2 separate regions of the Sus scrofa genome follow, and region 2 is linked to region 1. The links are chromatin contacts, called in public Hi-C maps. All regions are on one chromosome and are shown on one strand. The core of a region is the stretch at or near the end of the contact, and the rest is flanking DNA. Distances in the headings are between cores, read along the strand shown.

The links. A called contact is a pair of places that touch in the nucleus more often than the background predicts.
Region 2: a contact with region 1 is called in a Hi-C map of skeletal muscle, with 5 times the contacts expected there. The contact joins two enhancer-like sites. A contact is called at or near these places in 2 of 5 promoter capture datasets (fetal skeletal muscle and liver), 27 of 47 Hi-C or Micro-C datasets (adipocytes, adipose tissue, alveolar macrophages and 17 more) and 1 of 2 datasets of contacts at active chromatin or transcription factors (skeletal muscle).

The regions. Positions count from the first base shown.
Region 1 is chr1:166,441,660-166,448,782 of Sscrofa11.1, reverse strand. No RefSeq gene overlaps it. Among named protein-coding and RNA genes, the nearest start is that of CORO2B, 21 kb to the left of the region's middle. Within about 2 kb of position 4,477, at least 17 of the 83 cell types and tissues checked have an H3K27ac peak or open chromatin away from gene starts, as enhancers often do. A contact at or near this core is called in adipose tissue, omental adipose tissue and skeletal muscle, where this site is marked.
Region 2 is chr1:166,566,674-166,573,796 of Sscrofa11.1, reverse strand. All of the region lies in intron 2 of CORO2B (coronin-2B), which reads right to left. Among named protein-coding and RNA genes, the nearest start is that of CORO2B, 100 kb to the right of the region's middle. Within about 2 kb of position 3,261, at least 21 of the 83 cell types and tissues checked have an H3K27ac peak or open chromatin away from gene starts, as enhancers often do. A contact at or near this core is called in adipose tissue, omental adipose tissue and skeletal muscle, where this site is marked.

The sequences.
Region 1 (7,123 bases), core at 3,228-5,727:
TGTAGTTGGTAGTAATGTCCCCAATTTCATTTCTGATTTTAGTAACTCGGGTCTTATCTCTTTTTTCTTAGCTGGTGGTGTGTCAATTTTGTGATCTTTTTGAAGAACCAACTTTTTGTCTTATTGATTTTCTCTATTTTTCTATTCTCTATTTTGTTTAACTCTAGTATTTATTATTTCTTTCATTCTGCTTGCTTTGCATTCAGTTTGCTCTTTGTTTCTTGTTTCTTGTTAGGTGTAAAGTTATTGATTTGCTATCTTTCTTCATTTAGAATGAAGCATTTACAGCTACAAATTTCCCTCTAAGTACTGCTATTGCTGAATCCTAAACATTTTGGTATGTGGTGTTTTTGTTTTGTGTCAAAGTATTTTCTAAACTTCTCATCTCCCTTGTGATTTCTTCTTTGACCCACTGGTTGTTTAATAGTGTGTTGTTTTGAGTTCCCATCGTGGCTTAGTGGAAACACATCCAACTAGTATTCATGAGGAAGCAGGTTCCAATGCCTGGCTTCATTCAGTGGGTTAAGGATCCAGCATTGTCGTGAGCTGTGGTGTAGGTCTCAGATGCAGCTCAGATCCTGTGTTGCTATAGCTCTGGCTTAGGCCAGTGGCTACAGCTCCAAATCGACCCCTAGCCTGAGAGCCTCCATATGCTGTGGGTGCAGCCCTAAAAAAACAAAACAAGAGAGTGCGTTGTTTAATTGCCAAATATTTGTGAATTTTTCAGCTTTCCTTCTGTTGCTGGTTTCTAGTTTTGTTCCACTGTCATCAGAGAAGATACTTTTCATGATTTAAAATTTTCAAACTTGGAATTCCTTTGGGAATTCCAGTTGTAGCTCAGTGGGTTAAGACTCTGACTAGTATCCATGAGGATGCAGGTTTGATCCCTGGTCTCGCTCAGTGGGTTAAAGATCCAGCATTGCTGTAAGCTGTGGCATAGGTCACAGATGTGGCTCAGATTTGGTGTTGGCCAGCAGCTGCAGCTCTGATTCAACCCCGAGCCTGAGAACTTCCATATGCTGTAGATGTGGCATTAAAAAAAAAAAAAAAAATGGAGTTCCTGCTGTGGCCCAATGGGATTGATAATGTCTCTGCAGCAGAAGGGATGTGGGTTCAGTCCCCAGCCCAGTGCAGGGGGTTAAGGATCCAGTGTTGGTGCAGTTGTGGCATAGGTCACAACTCTGGCTTGGATCTGATCCCTGGTCCTAGAATTCCATATGCTGCGGGGTGGCCAGAAAATAAAAAAATAATAAAATATTTTATATTTATTGAGACTTGTTTTGCAACATAACATGTGGTCTCTCCTGGAATGTGCTCCATGTGATCTTGAGAAGAATGTATATTCTACTCTTGTTGCATGGAGGGTTCTGAGTCATAGCTGTGTTCAAAGTCCTTTATTCCCTTTGTGATCTTCTAATTGTTCTATACATTATTAAAAGGGGGGTATTGGAGTTCTGTTGTGGCGCAGTGGTTAATGAATCCGACTAGGAACCATGAGGTTGCGGGTTCGGTCCCTGCCCTTGCTCAGTGGGTTAACGATCCGGCGTTGCCGTGAGCTGTGGTGTAGGTTGCAGACGCGGCTCGGATCCCGCGTTGCTGGGGCTCTGGAGTAGGCCGGTGGCTACAGCTCCGATTGGACCCCTAGCCTGGGAACCTCCATATGCCGCGGGAGCGGCCCAAGAAATAGCAACAACAACAACAACAAAGACAAAAAGACCAAAAAATAAAAAATAAAAAAAATAAAAGGGGGGTATTGAAATCTCCAACTGTTATTGGATAATATTATTGGAGAACATTACTATTATCGTATAACTTCATTCTATCAGTGTTTGTATCATATATTTTGGGACTCTATTGTTAGGAGCATATTTTTTTATGTTGTTACTTCTTTTTGATGGATTGACCCTTTTATGAATATATAATCTCCCAATCTCCTGTAACAATTTTTGATATAAAGTCTATTTTGTCTGCTATTTATATACTCAGCCATGCAGTTTTATTTTGGTTACTATTTGCATGGAATATCTTTCTCAGTCCTTCTATTTTCAGTCTATTTGTGTCTTTGGGGGGCTTCCAGTATAGGGTTGCCAGGTTTAGCAAATAAAAATATAGGATTCCCAGTTAAGTTTGAATTCTAAGAGTCAATGAGTAATTTTCTAGTATAAGCATATTCTGTGCAATATTTGGAGCACATTTATACTAAAAAAATTCATTTTTTAAATCTGAAATTCATATTTAACTGGGCATCCTGTATTTTATTTGGGAACCCTATTCCAATAAGAACTTAAAGACAGAGGCTCTATCCTCTGAAAACTTCTGATTTAAGGGGAAAAATTAGGACCTACCTTGGAAAGGCTCCAAGTTCAGGGAGGAAAAACAATCCTTGCATTGGAGCTTACAGTCTGAGGCAAATGCAGATGGGGAGAGGCCATGCATTCTTGCCGTACGTAAGGGGAGTTGGCCAGGGCTTTGCCTCGGGGTCCCTGCTCCTTCTGGGGTCTCTCAAAGTTCTCCACCACACTTCATTGGAGAGCTGGGAAGTTCCAGGCAGCCCGCTTTAGGGACAAGGTCTGCAAGATAACAGGGCACTCGTAAGCCCCAGCTCATCCACATTCATGTGTGTGTGCACACACCACAGCACACTCACATTCATGCTCACAGACAGACCCTTTATTACATATGCATTCTGATACACTACTATACACACAGGCCCCTAAACACTCTAGCAGGATAAACATACTCTCGTACATGCAGACCCATGAAACATGTTCTATTCACACAGACATGTGACTGCATCCTGTTTACACTGGCTTAGCCCCGAGCATAGTAAAAGATCACAGTCACACAAACCTCGTACTGTCTGCTTGTTCTTGGTTAGGCTCTAAATGTCTGGGTATGTGTGCAAGGGGTGGGAGAGGGGGGCATTTTTCCTGCTATCTCTATCTGGATATCTGTCCATCTTCCACTCTTCCATCCCACCCATCTGCCTCCCTCCCTACAGGAAGGCTGAGGGATGGCAGGCCTGGTCTCCATGACAACCAAGGACCCTCTACTCTGAAAGGAAAAGGTACTGGGAGGCAGTGTTGGCTTTTGCCCAGGCCCTTGCTCTGAGTGGGGCTGGGGGTGAGGGCAGTGGAGGGAGTAGGGGAGAGGAAGGGATGGGATGACCATCTGGACCTGGGAGAGTGGAGCTGCAGGCACTGCCCAAGTCCTCCAAAATGGCAGATGGGCATCATGGTGCCTGAGAAGAAGTGGAGGAGGGGCAGACCAGTGCCACATGTGCAGGAAAACCCCCAGTGCCTCCAATACAGCCCCCTCCCCCCCACTGCTTATCTCCTTGAGCACCCTCAGATCTGAGTCTGGAAAAGTCCCTTTCAAAGTTCCCTTTCCTGGACCCACACCAGTACTGAGATGTAGAATTGTGCTGGGAGTTTGAGGGAGGCACAGACCCCTTAAAACCACCAGGGCTCTTGGCCCTTTGTGTGCCAATCCCTTGGGGGAAGTGTGGCCTCTCCCACCTTCCTGTTTGGATCCTATCCCTGGGGGCTGGTGGGAGGATTACCCTGACTGTGCCACAGGAAATCCAAAAGAGTGGGTGCTAATTTGTGCAAACTCCAGAGTGAGGAGGGCTGGGCTATGGCTTCTCTGGGTGCCTAGGGTTGTCCTGACTCTTTTCTCATATGGGATCCATTAGTAAGAAGGCCAACTTATACCTGGCATCCTGCCCTCGAGGTTCTGAAAGCTAACCTGGAAGGAAGGGGTTTAGGGAGGGTGGCGAGAGAGAGGACCCACCAGCAAGGAACAAAGAGGAGGAACATGGGTGGGTCTAGAGGACCAGGCTTGGAGAGAGAGGAGGCTGTGTGCTGCTCCATCCCTCTTTGAGAAAGAACTTGCAGATCTACAGCAGTGAGGGGAGTTAGCTGACAGCCTCTACCACCTTCTGTCCACAGAATTTGAGGCCCTATCTTCCCAAGCAGCCCACAGTCAATGACTGAGCACCGCAAGTTTCAAGGGCCTGAGGATTTCCGCCCAGGGCAGTACTTGTAGGATGGTAGTCTGGGCTCCAGAGCTCCCTGTTGGTGGGGGCCGGCAGGTATGTCTGAGTCTCTCCCTGCCAATCCTACTTCCCCCCTCCCCACCTTTCAGAAGTTTAAGCCTCAACTAGCCTCTTGCACTCCTAACTCCGTCTCAATGTCTGCTTACCCAAACTGACGGAGCTGCCAAGAGCCACAATCATGTGTGTGCACGCGTGTTGTGTGCGTGCACACCAAGCTTAAGATGGGGCGCGGGGGGGGGGGACAGAGGGCGGGGCGGGGGCGGGGAACAGGGGGGCGGGAGCGGGGGCGGGGGAACAGGGGGGCGGGAACGGGGGCGGGGGAACAGGGCGGTGTGAGCGGGGAAACAGTTCCTGTGGAACCCTCCAGTTCTTAAGAACTGTGTGTGCCACCTTGCCCTCTGGTGGACATTTATGGAACTACACCTCCAGACAGGCTGTGGGAAGCAAGGCAGGGTTCTCACTGTGGCCTCAGGCTCAGACTGTTCCCTGTCAGAGCTCCAGGGATCACTGTACCAAAGCGGAAACTCAAGCCCAGAGAGGGAAAGGATCAAACACAGAGAAGGCATTGTGGAACATCTTGCCTACTTCCTCGGCTCTCCATCTTGTCCCTTCAGCTCTTCTTGTGGATGCTGGCCTCAGTACCATCGGCTTTGCCCTCTTCTCCTCCTTCCTTGGTGGGCACCCTAGCTTACATTGGCCTTCCTCTCTGCTACCAGGACTGCTGTGACTGCCTCCCCACAGGTGCCTTTTGTCCACCCGCCTCTGCAGCCAGGGTGACCTTCCTGGAGCTCAAGTCAGACCTCATTCCTTTCCAGCCTAAAGCCCACTGCGGCACTTTGCCCACAGGCCCTGTGCAGTGGGTCCTGCCTCCCTCACTCCCCACCCTTGCCTAGTTGTCACTGAGCACTTGAGGGCTGCAGAAGCCCCATGTCCCTCACCTGTTTCTTCCACAGTCATTGAGTTCCTTGCACCTGATGGCCCATTTCAGAGCCTGGCTCACACCCGGCTCCCCTCGGCTCCCTGAGCCTATGTACTGATCTTTATCCCAAGTGGCAGATGCGACCATTTCTTATTGCTGCTGTAACAAGTTACCACAAACATGGTGGCTTAACAACAGCACAAGTTTTTTCTCAGACAGCTCCAGAGACAAGAAGTCCAAAGTCACCCTTCCTGGGCTAAGGTCAAGGCCTCTGCAGGGCTGATTCCGTCTGGGGGCTCATATGCATCCCACTTATTCAGGCCACCATTCAGTACAGGAGGTTCAATCCAGGCTCTCAGGAAGGGAGACAGGTCTTTATCTCCCTAAGCTTAACTGACCTTTATCGAGGCATTCCAGGTATATTGTTTTCCACATCAAACAAGTCTCCAATTCCCAGAGGACACTGACGGAGGAGTTCGCAAACTTGACTCGACTCTGACATGATCTACCTGGAGGTGTTATTAGATCCCAGAGGTGAAGGGCTCAGTCTCGAGACTGCCTCCCACCCCCTTCAATCACACGTCCCAGGTTGTCACCTGTGCTTCTGACCAACTGGCTATAGATCAGAGACTCCCACCACCCCTCCTCAGGTTTGATCAATTTGCTAGAACAGCTCACAGAACTCAGAAACATTTACTTATGTTTACCAGTTTATTATAAAAGGATGTCATTTAGGAACAGCCAGATGGAAGAGATGCACAGGGCAAGGTATGTGGGAAGGGCCCCGAGCTCCCATGTCCTTGGAGCTCAGCTCTCTCCAGTTTCCATATGTTCACCAACCCGGAAGCCCACCCCCTCTGGTTGTTCAAGAGTTTTTATAGAGCTTAATTTGGAGCCCTTCTCCCCCTTCCCAGACGTCAGTGTGTGGGCTTTGTGGCCCTTCGAGATGGGAAGGCCAAACCCCCAAATATTTAGACTTGTGTCCAAAAAGGACTAACCAGTGGGCTGTGCTGGGGGCAGGAGGAGCCAGTGCTTCATTTGAGAAAGGGGAACATGTCTCTGAGAGATGGCCCATCCAACTGTTCTTTGGAGCCTCGGGAAACCCTGCACCCTGTCCCCGGGGAGCTCTGTTCTTCCCCTGGTGGCCTCCGTTCTCGTCACCCCGTCCTTCTTCCTGCCCTACTATTAGTCGGCATTGTGGGAAGATGGGGGAACAAGCGCATCTCCCTGCCTCTGGTCTTTTCTCCTTTCTTGATCCCCTGAACCTCCTCCCATCCCCTGGGCTGAGCTGCAGGGGGACAGGGATAGGTGGGCTGCTCTTGTTTCTAAACCCAGCTCCCTCTGCACCAATCTTGTACCCTTTCTGGTCTAAGATTCCTACCGCTTCTCCCCTCCAGCTCTCAGGCCCCTGGGAAGGAGGGGCCAGATGGTGGCCTGTGGCCTCAAGACTAACCCCCTGCACCTAGATCCCTGGCCCTCCTCCCAGGATCTGCCCCAAGTAATCAAGAGAGCATCAGAGAGGGGAGGGCCCATTCCCCTTTTCCCATCTTCTCACAGCTGGGGAAACCATCAGGAATGTGACTAAACCAAGTGTGAGCAAGGTCATTCTCTTGTGACAGTGTCCTATCATACAGATTTCATCAAGATGGAAAACAAAAATCTCCTACCCCCCAGGACCAAGTCATCTGGGTCCCTCTCCCAACATGCGCATGGAGACAGCCACACCCAGATGCAGGATGGCAACCCAGGGCAAGAGGTGAGTGAGTTCTAGCACCACCCGTGGGCCGATCCTGCCTCCCTCCCAGGTGCCCAGCCCTGTGGGTGAGTGAGCACTGGTTTGAAAGTTAGGCTGTGAGTTCTGTCAAAAAATGGTTTGGATCACCTTGAATAGGGATCGCCTTCTCTCAGTCCTTCTGTTGGCTCATTTGCAAAAAAGAGGTGCCTGGACCTGAACTTTCTCAAGCTCTAGGGGGAGGGGAGAGGCAGAGACAGGGAACAGCAGCCTTTTGGAGAACACACCTGGTGGGGGACAAGATGGGAGCCCAGGCTCCATCAGTCCTGACTCCCAGCCATGTGGGCGGGAGGTGTAGGTACTCTGGGTGGGTCTGCACTCAGCCAGCATGGAGGTCATGCTGCTGCGGTTAATC
Region 2 (7,123 bases), core at 2,012-4,511, 130 kb before region 1:
ACGAGATATTTTCAAAACAACCTGCATTGCAGTTTCAGCCTCCTAGACTCTCCCACTACAGTAAAGTTGAATTTTGTACACAGAAGCAAAATGTTTTCTTACCTGGGCTATCAGCTTAAGTGAGGCAGAAAGCACAGACTCTGAACAGGAGGTAGGGTTTTTCGGCCCAGTGCCAGTTCACATCACTAGCCAATGAATAACCTTGAACATGGGCTTTGGCCTCTCTGGGTTTCCCAGATTCCTAGACCCTGGACTAATGCCCTTTTTGCTTCTTCATGGCCACCTTTTATACTATATGAAGCCAGGTACACCTGCAACCAGAGAGCCTTGCTTCTGGCATACCAGGACAGAAGGTCACAGGACAGTGCTACTGATGACAACAATGAAAAAGATGATGGTAATAACAGACCATTTGGCAAGTGCCTTGTGCTCAACAATTTACACACATTCATTATTTTACTTCAATCTTACAACAAAGTTTTGTAAAGTTTTATTCAATCCTTACCACCCTCCAGCAATAGTCCATTTTAAGGATGAGAAAACTGAGCTGTGGGACTGAGACTTGCTCAAGGGGATGCATCTGGGCTGTGAGAAGCTGCAATTTGCACTCAGTGCCCTCTGGCTATGCTGCCTCCTATGTCACAATGCAGGTGAGACACTTGATACATTGGGGGAAAAATATACATCTTAAGTAGGATCTCAGAATCTCTCCTGAGGTTCTCAGAAGGGACAGGCTGGCAACTCCACTGCAAAGACTGTTACACTTGCTTTTGAAGACCCTCCTTCCCCACTCCGTCTCTCCCCTCCTCTTAGTGGTTCCCAAACTTTACGTTCATTTTAGAATCACCAGGGATGTTTAAAAAATTCCCATGCCCAGGTTGTACCCCATATCAACTTAATCACAGTGTCCGGGAGGGGGGTATCCAGGCATCAGTGTCTTTTAAAGATTTCCAAGTGATTCCATTGGGCAGCAAAGTTTTGGAGCCACACCCTAGAGGCTCCATCTTCTGCTGGGGCCTCCAGGAAGCACCTGCATTACTCTAGGGCAGAGACTGTCAGCGTTCCTCCATGGGGGTGCCAGGGTGGGGTGAGAAATCAAAGAATAGTATTGCACATTCAGTGCAGGCTCAGATGAAGCAAATAGGAAGCTAAACAGTCACATCAGGTGATGTGCAGTTTAAAGGAGGCCCCAGGGCAATGATAACTGCTGACCCAGGAGATGGGGGATCTAACGGTGGAACCACAAGCGGTGGAAACATGTTTAGGGATTTCCCCTCTCCCGTCATCATACTCCCTCCTCCACCTGCTGCCTAACACACCCCAGACCATCCAAGGAAGCTGCCTGTGGTCTTCTCTGCTCACTCTGCTCTGGATGGGTGTTGACAGTCAATGAGAGAGTCACTATGTTATAAAATGGGCACTGTGGTCCTCTGCAAAGCCCTGGGTAAAGTCAGGCTCCGTGTGTCCAAGCCTCTTGGCTCTGAAGGTGGCCTCGCCCCCAGCTCACAGTTCCTGGCACTTTACAAAGTACTTCCAGGTACATTATCTAATTATTCCTGCCCGGGGAAGGGGTGACTCTCCCCACCTGGCAGTGTCACTAGGGGTCTGTGCAGGTTCAGAGCTCTGGGTACCACTGTGGCTTTCTCAGCATGGGAGAGAGGGGGCTTCATGTTCCTAAACATTGTGTGCCCTTCATCCAAAGCGTAGGTGCCCCATCGCAGGGTGTGCCCAATCTGCCAGGGAACTGTCCCCAGCACACCTACACACACTTGCAAAAGGCTCACACATTTATACACATACCCCCATACAAGCTCCTCTCCCTGCCACTTCCGCCCAGGCCCCTGACTGCACACCCTCCTTCCCTCCCCACCAGAACTCACTGGTCTCATGTCCCCACACTTCAGGGCCCTGCTGGCTTCGCCCATGAATCTGAAATAATATACATAATAAACGAAAGCCTTCTCAGGAGAACCCTGGGGGTCCACTTCTTGTGGCTCATCTACGTGCATGTTCACAGGAGCCTTTTTGAAAAAGCCTTTTGGCCCAGAGGTAGACCTTCCTGGCTGTTCAGATTCCTGGGCAGTCAGCTAGGAAATGCTGGGTGGAGGGCTTTAGTCACGCTAGAGCTCACAGACTGTGCTGTGGGATTTCTGAAGTGGGTCCACTGGTTTGTCCCCGTGCCTCTTGTGTCTGCTCTCACTGCTCTCCAATCCATCCTACACACTGTTGCCTAATTTTTCTAGAGTATGGTTCTGCTGTAATAACGCCTCCACTCTCAAATTTTCAATGGCTCCCTACCACCTTGACTTTAAAAGCCAAACTCCTTACGAGACATCAGAGCTGCTGTAGCCCCAGCCTGACCCTGTTCTGACACAATCGCCCACCCACACCTGACTATACACAACCCCCCCACCTCAATGCTCTCGCCACCTGAGGACCTTTGGCTCCTGGTTTGTCCCTGCCACCAGGCTGTAAGCACCATGAGGACAGTGACCTTGGCCAAGGCAGCTTCAGGGCCTCATTCAGTGCCCAGCTCATAGCAAGAACTCAAGCTGAGCGAATGATCGTCAATGTTCCCTGCCTCTGGGTCTTTGCTCATGCTGTTCCCTTAGCCCAGATTCCCTTCCCTTCTTGTGTACGTCTATCCTCGGCACCCAGAAAATACCATCCGAGGAACAGACAAATCTCTCTACCTTCTCCATGCCAGGAGATAATTCTGGATCCTGCTCTTTTGACCTTGTGAAATCCTAGATTTGGAGCTGAGCTTTCCAAAGGGCAGAGGGTGTAACATAGGTTGTGATGCTCTGAAGTCAGTAACCCATTCATAGAGAAGTCCACGGCGAGACCTCAGGAAGCCTCCCAAATTCATGGCTTCCTGTTTTGATTTTTTTCCACTGTCTTCTATATTTGTGTTTTTCAAGCTGGAAAGGGTTTTCTGGTTTTTCCAGTTGAAATCCCTGGTGTGTGTTATGTATGTGTGTGTGCTGGGGGAGGGGGTGGGAATGGGCCTCCTGGGGGAGGAAGAGAGCAGTAAAGAATTCCAGGCTCATCTCAGCCCTGCTGCTCACTGGCTGGGTGGCCTGGGACAAGAATCTTTGTCTTAAGTCTCTCCCTCTGAAAAGCAGAGACATTCTGGATGGACAGATAGAACAAACAGGGGGTACACCTGCCACCCCTCAGGCTTTGGGCTCGACAGCAGACACTGCTAAACGATCACTGCGTCACTCCTGAGGGCGGCACTCCTTGGTCCTTGGCGATCAGAGCGGGAAATGAAATGACGTCTGAACAGCCCGCCTGGGCCACGTGACCCCCTCGAGCTCCGACAGCTGTTCGCTAGCCTCTCTGCTGTCAGAGCAGATTCCCAGGGGCCTCGGATAAGTGAATCCCCACAAGTGCCTTTACAGTTGCCCCTTCCTCTCCAGGCCCAGGTCCCCACGCATCCCCCCAGGGCACTCTCTCCTGGGTGCTTGCCTCTTCCCGAACCTCAGGGTGAGTTCAGCATCCTATAATGATCACTTTCGTTGTGCAGCTCCTCCAGAATCTTCCACGGCTGTAGCCATTTGTAGGAATCTGGCAGTTGGACATCCAAGCTCCCTTCCTGCTTCGGGAGGCTCTCGCGTTGTTGCTCTAATGCTGGGATGCAGTACTTCGCCTTCCATCACGAGAGCTGAAATGAGGTTCCTCCCACCAAGGGTCCTCTGGGGACCAAGGAGGGACATGTGACCAGGCTTGGCCAATCAGAGCCTCCCACCCAGGATGGCCACGGATGGATTTAACTTCCTCTGGGCCCTCAGGCCGACTCCTGTGGCCTAAGGCTCATCTGTGTTCCACGTCTGGTTCTCCCCCCACTCAGTCCCTTGAATCTGTGAGGGGCCCAAATCCCCTTCTGCTCAGGAAGGCCAAGGGCGACTTCTGTTGGGAGCAACCAGGAACCCTGACTGAGTCAGCGCCCTTGTCCCTACCTCATCAGATCCGGCTTATCTGCTTGGCCTTGGAGCCCCCATCCCTGACACTCTTCCCCAGCCTCCCCCAAACTTACCAGCCAGTTTGCTCAACTCTACTGGGGTCATACTTCTCAATTTTAAATGTTGTGTCTCAGGTCCTAATAAAATACTGAAATCTTCCTAAATCCCCATATTTTGATGACCCCATTTTTTCTCAGACTACTCCTCCTGTTTAGAAGAAACACAGACCTCTTTGCCAGATCATGCCAGATCCTCTTTGAATTGGGAAAACACGGCCCCCAAACCAGGGTGCTCCTCACTGGGCCACAGCAGCCTCATTTCCCTTCCCCATCTTCCTCATGATACTCACCCTTAGAAGGGCCTGGTCCTCTAGGTCTCTGTGAGCCTTAACCAGCCTTCCAGAGCCACCCTGACTCCTGCTCCTGCTAAGACGTCTCATCTGACTTCTCCACATCTTATGACTTCTCATAACCTTAGCTTTCACCAGCCTTTCCCCCATAATCTACCGTCTGTGATAATACTGGAGATCATTCCCTAAGGGCTTCTACATGTCAGGACTGAAACCAAGTGTTATTTCAATTATTTACCACAATAACCGTATGAAGTACATACCCTGTATCCATTTTACAGATGAGGAAACTGGAGCTTGGCGAAAATGTATTACACAGTGAGGGGCCAGGACTCAAGCCTCAATCTGTGTGACTTTTGATTAAGAATATAAACTACATGAGGGGTGGTTCTTGGTCTAGCCCTCTGCTATAACCCCAGCATCAGGAATTGTGCCTGACTGATGGTAGGCTCTCCGTAAGTTTTTGTTGAATATATTAATGATGCCATAAACTGTGGACCTGATCAGATTCCCTATACAGTTGCATAAGTTGTGTACTGCACAACTCAAGGGGATCCCATTCACATGGTGACTGGCTTTCTCAAGTGCCCTGGTCTTAACCATGATGCCCCCCTGCTTCTTAATTTAGCACTGCCTTGTGTTGTTTGCTTTGTTTCATGGTTGCTGGCTGCCTTCCCCCGGAGATGATCAGGGCCTTCATCTCCAATGAGAAAATCGTGGAGGATTCTCAGCAGAGTGGGGACACAAGTGAAGCCTAAGATGCATAAGACATGCTTCTTATGCCCTCTGGCCACACAGTGTCAAGTCTATATTCAAGAGCAAATGATTCCCCAACCAGGGTGGTGCCAGTTGCACAGACACTGCTTTTGTGAGCAGCAGAAGTGGATCGCAAGGCACCATCCACACTCCCCTGAGCTTGGCCATTCCTCTGCCTTGCCTCTTTGGGATTATCTATGGAGGGAACCCACCATTGGTCAAGAGCGTACAGACTTGCATGGGCCCAATGCCCGCCATCTTGTTTTGCTTAGACACCACCAAGGCTCAGCCCTGGGTTGCCCCTGCCCCATAGAAGCTGTGAAACGCATGGGAAGGGCAGGGGACCTCTGGCTCAGACCCTCAGCCTTGCTCCATCAAGGACAACTATAAAGCCAGAGAAAGGACGGCACCACCTCTGCAACACTGGCCCTGGGATCTCAACCTCCTTGAAAATTCCCTTCAAATGGAAAGTGAACAGCCCAAATCTTAGTGGCTCCTCCCTCTCCCAAGCGTTCTCCTCACCAATTCTGCGGAGGCTGGGGCTAGGCTGGAGGGAGAAGAAACCTATTGCAGGGCTCCAAGCTCTGAGGCACCAGGGTCTAGTTTTGGCTCTGCTCACACTGATGAGTGACTGGGCAAGCTCCTCCTCCCTGGCCTTCAGTTTCCTCATGAGACAATGAACGTAAGCTCACTTGGCACAGCACATGGCACCAAATAAGCGCCCAATAAAAATTATCATTATCATCTGCAAAGTGAGAATTCAAGTTCCCCCTCCATCCCTGTGCTCTGCACAGCACCTGCCCCCCAGAACCACATCTTCCCCTGCACTGTGCTCATGGCTCTGTGAGCCCCACTTGACAGTGAGCGCCCCAGGGCTGGGTGCGTCCAACCCATCTTGGTATCCCAGATCCAGCATGGCCCCTGCACACACGCCCAGAAGTGTCTGGTGAACAGAACTGAAACATCAGGGCCCTTCCAGCTCTGATGGTCTATGGTTGTAAGTTGAACCTTCACACCTATGCTCATCAGATACAGACAAGGACCCTCCCTGGGTTTGGTTCTGGCCACCTAGAGATGAAATCCCGCCTTTGAATGCCAGGTCCACATTCTGTCTTTTTCTCATGGCTGTATCCCAATCCAGCACGGAGCCAAGCACAAAGTAGATTCTACCAATCATTATGTACTAATGAAGGCATGAGTGAGAAGCAGGTGACACTTCCAGGAAGACCCACACCCCCCCTCACCCACCAGAGAGCCAGAGCTGGGTTTTGCTCCTAGCGTCAAGCAGAGCTGGGCTGACAGAGGAGCAGGGAGGGGAACGCATCCCCTGGCATGCCTGCCACCTGGCCTCTAGCCTGATCCATTATCTTTCCAGTGACCTGGGGCTACCCTACTGGAACAGGCCTGGCCTGCATTGAGCACTGAGAGATGTAGCTATGAAGGCCAAGGACTTGGGCATAGAAATTGGGGCTTCCTCGTCCCCCATAGCCCACACTCTGTGCCATGGAGCCCTAGGCCATGCCCTGCTTGGTGGTGTCCCCGGACTGGGTAGGGTGGAGCTCTAACCCACCCAGGTTGCAGGACACGCTAGTAGCCAGCAGCATGGGTGCTGAGCAACTCTCCTGGGGATGCTGAGTGTATGTTAGGCCTTAGCTGGGAAAGGACAGTGGCACTTGGGATGCAAAGGGGAGGAGCTCTTTTCAATTACAGAAGGGCCAGATCTGCCTCCTTAGCCAAGTCTTTGCGTCTCGCTGGGCTCCAGGAGGCAGGGGTTTTCCCAAAGGCTGATCTCTGCTTGGGAAGGGGAGGAGGCCCCCAGCCCCATCCAGCCTCATGTCTTCCTGCCATTGCACAGAGACCCTGTGGCCAGCTGAGCCAGAGGATCAGGACCTGTTCTTGACATGACAGTAGAAGGGACCTGGCCACCCAGCCATGGAGCAGTAGCAAGGATCAGGAGAAGTGGGTAGAGGTGGTCACCCTCTGTCACCTCAGTCCTGATAGTTGAAAACAATGACCTTCAGCTAGTTGAGAGCCAAGGCCGGCCAGGAGGAAA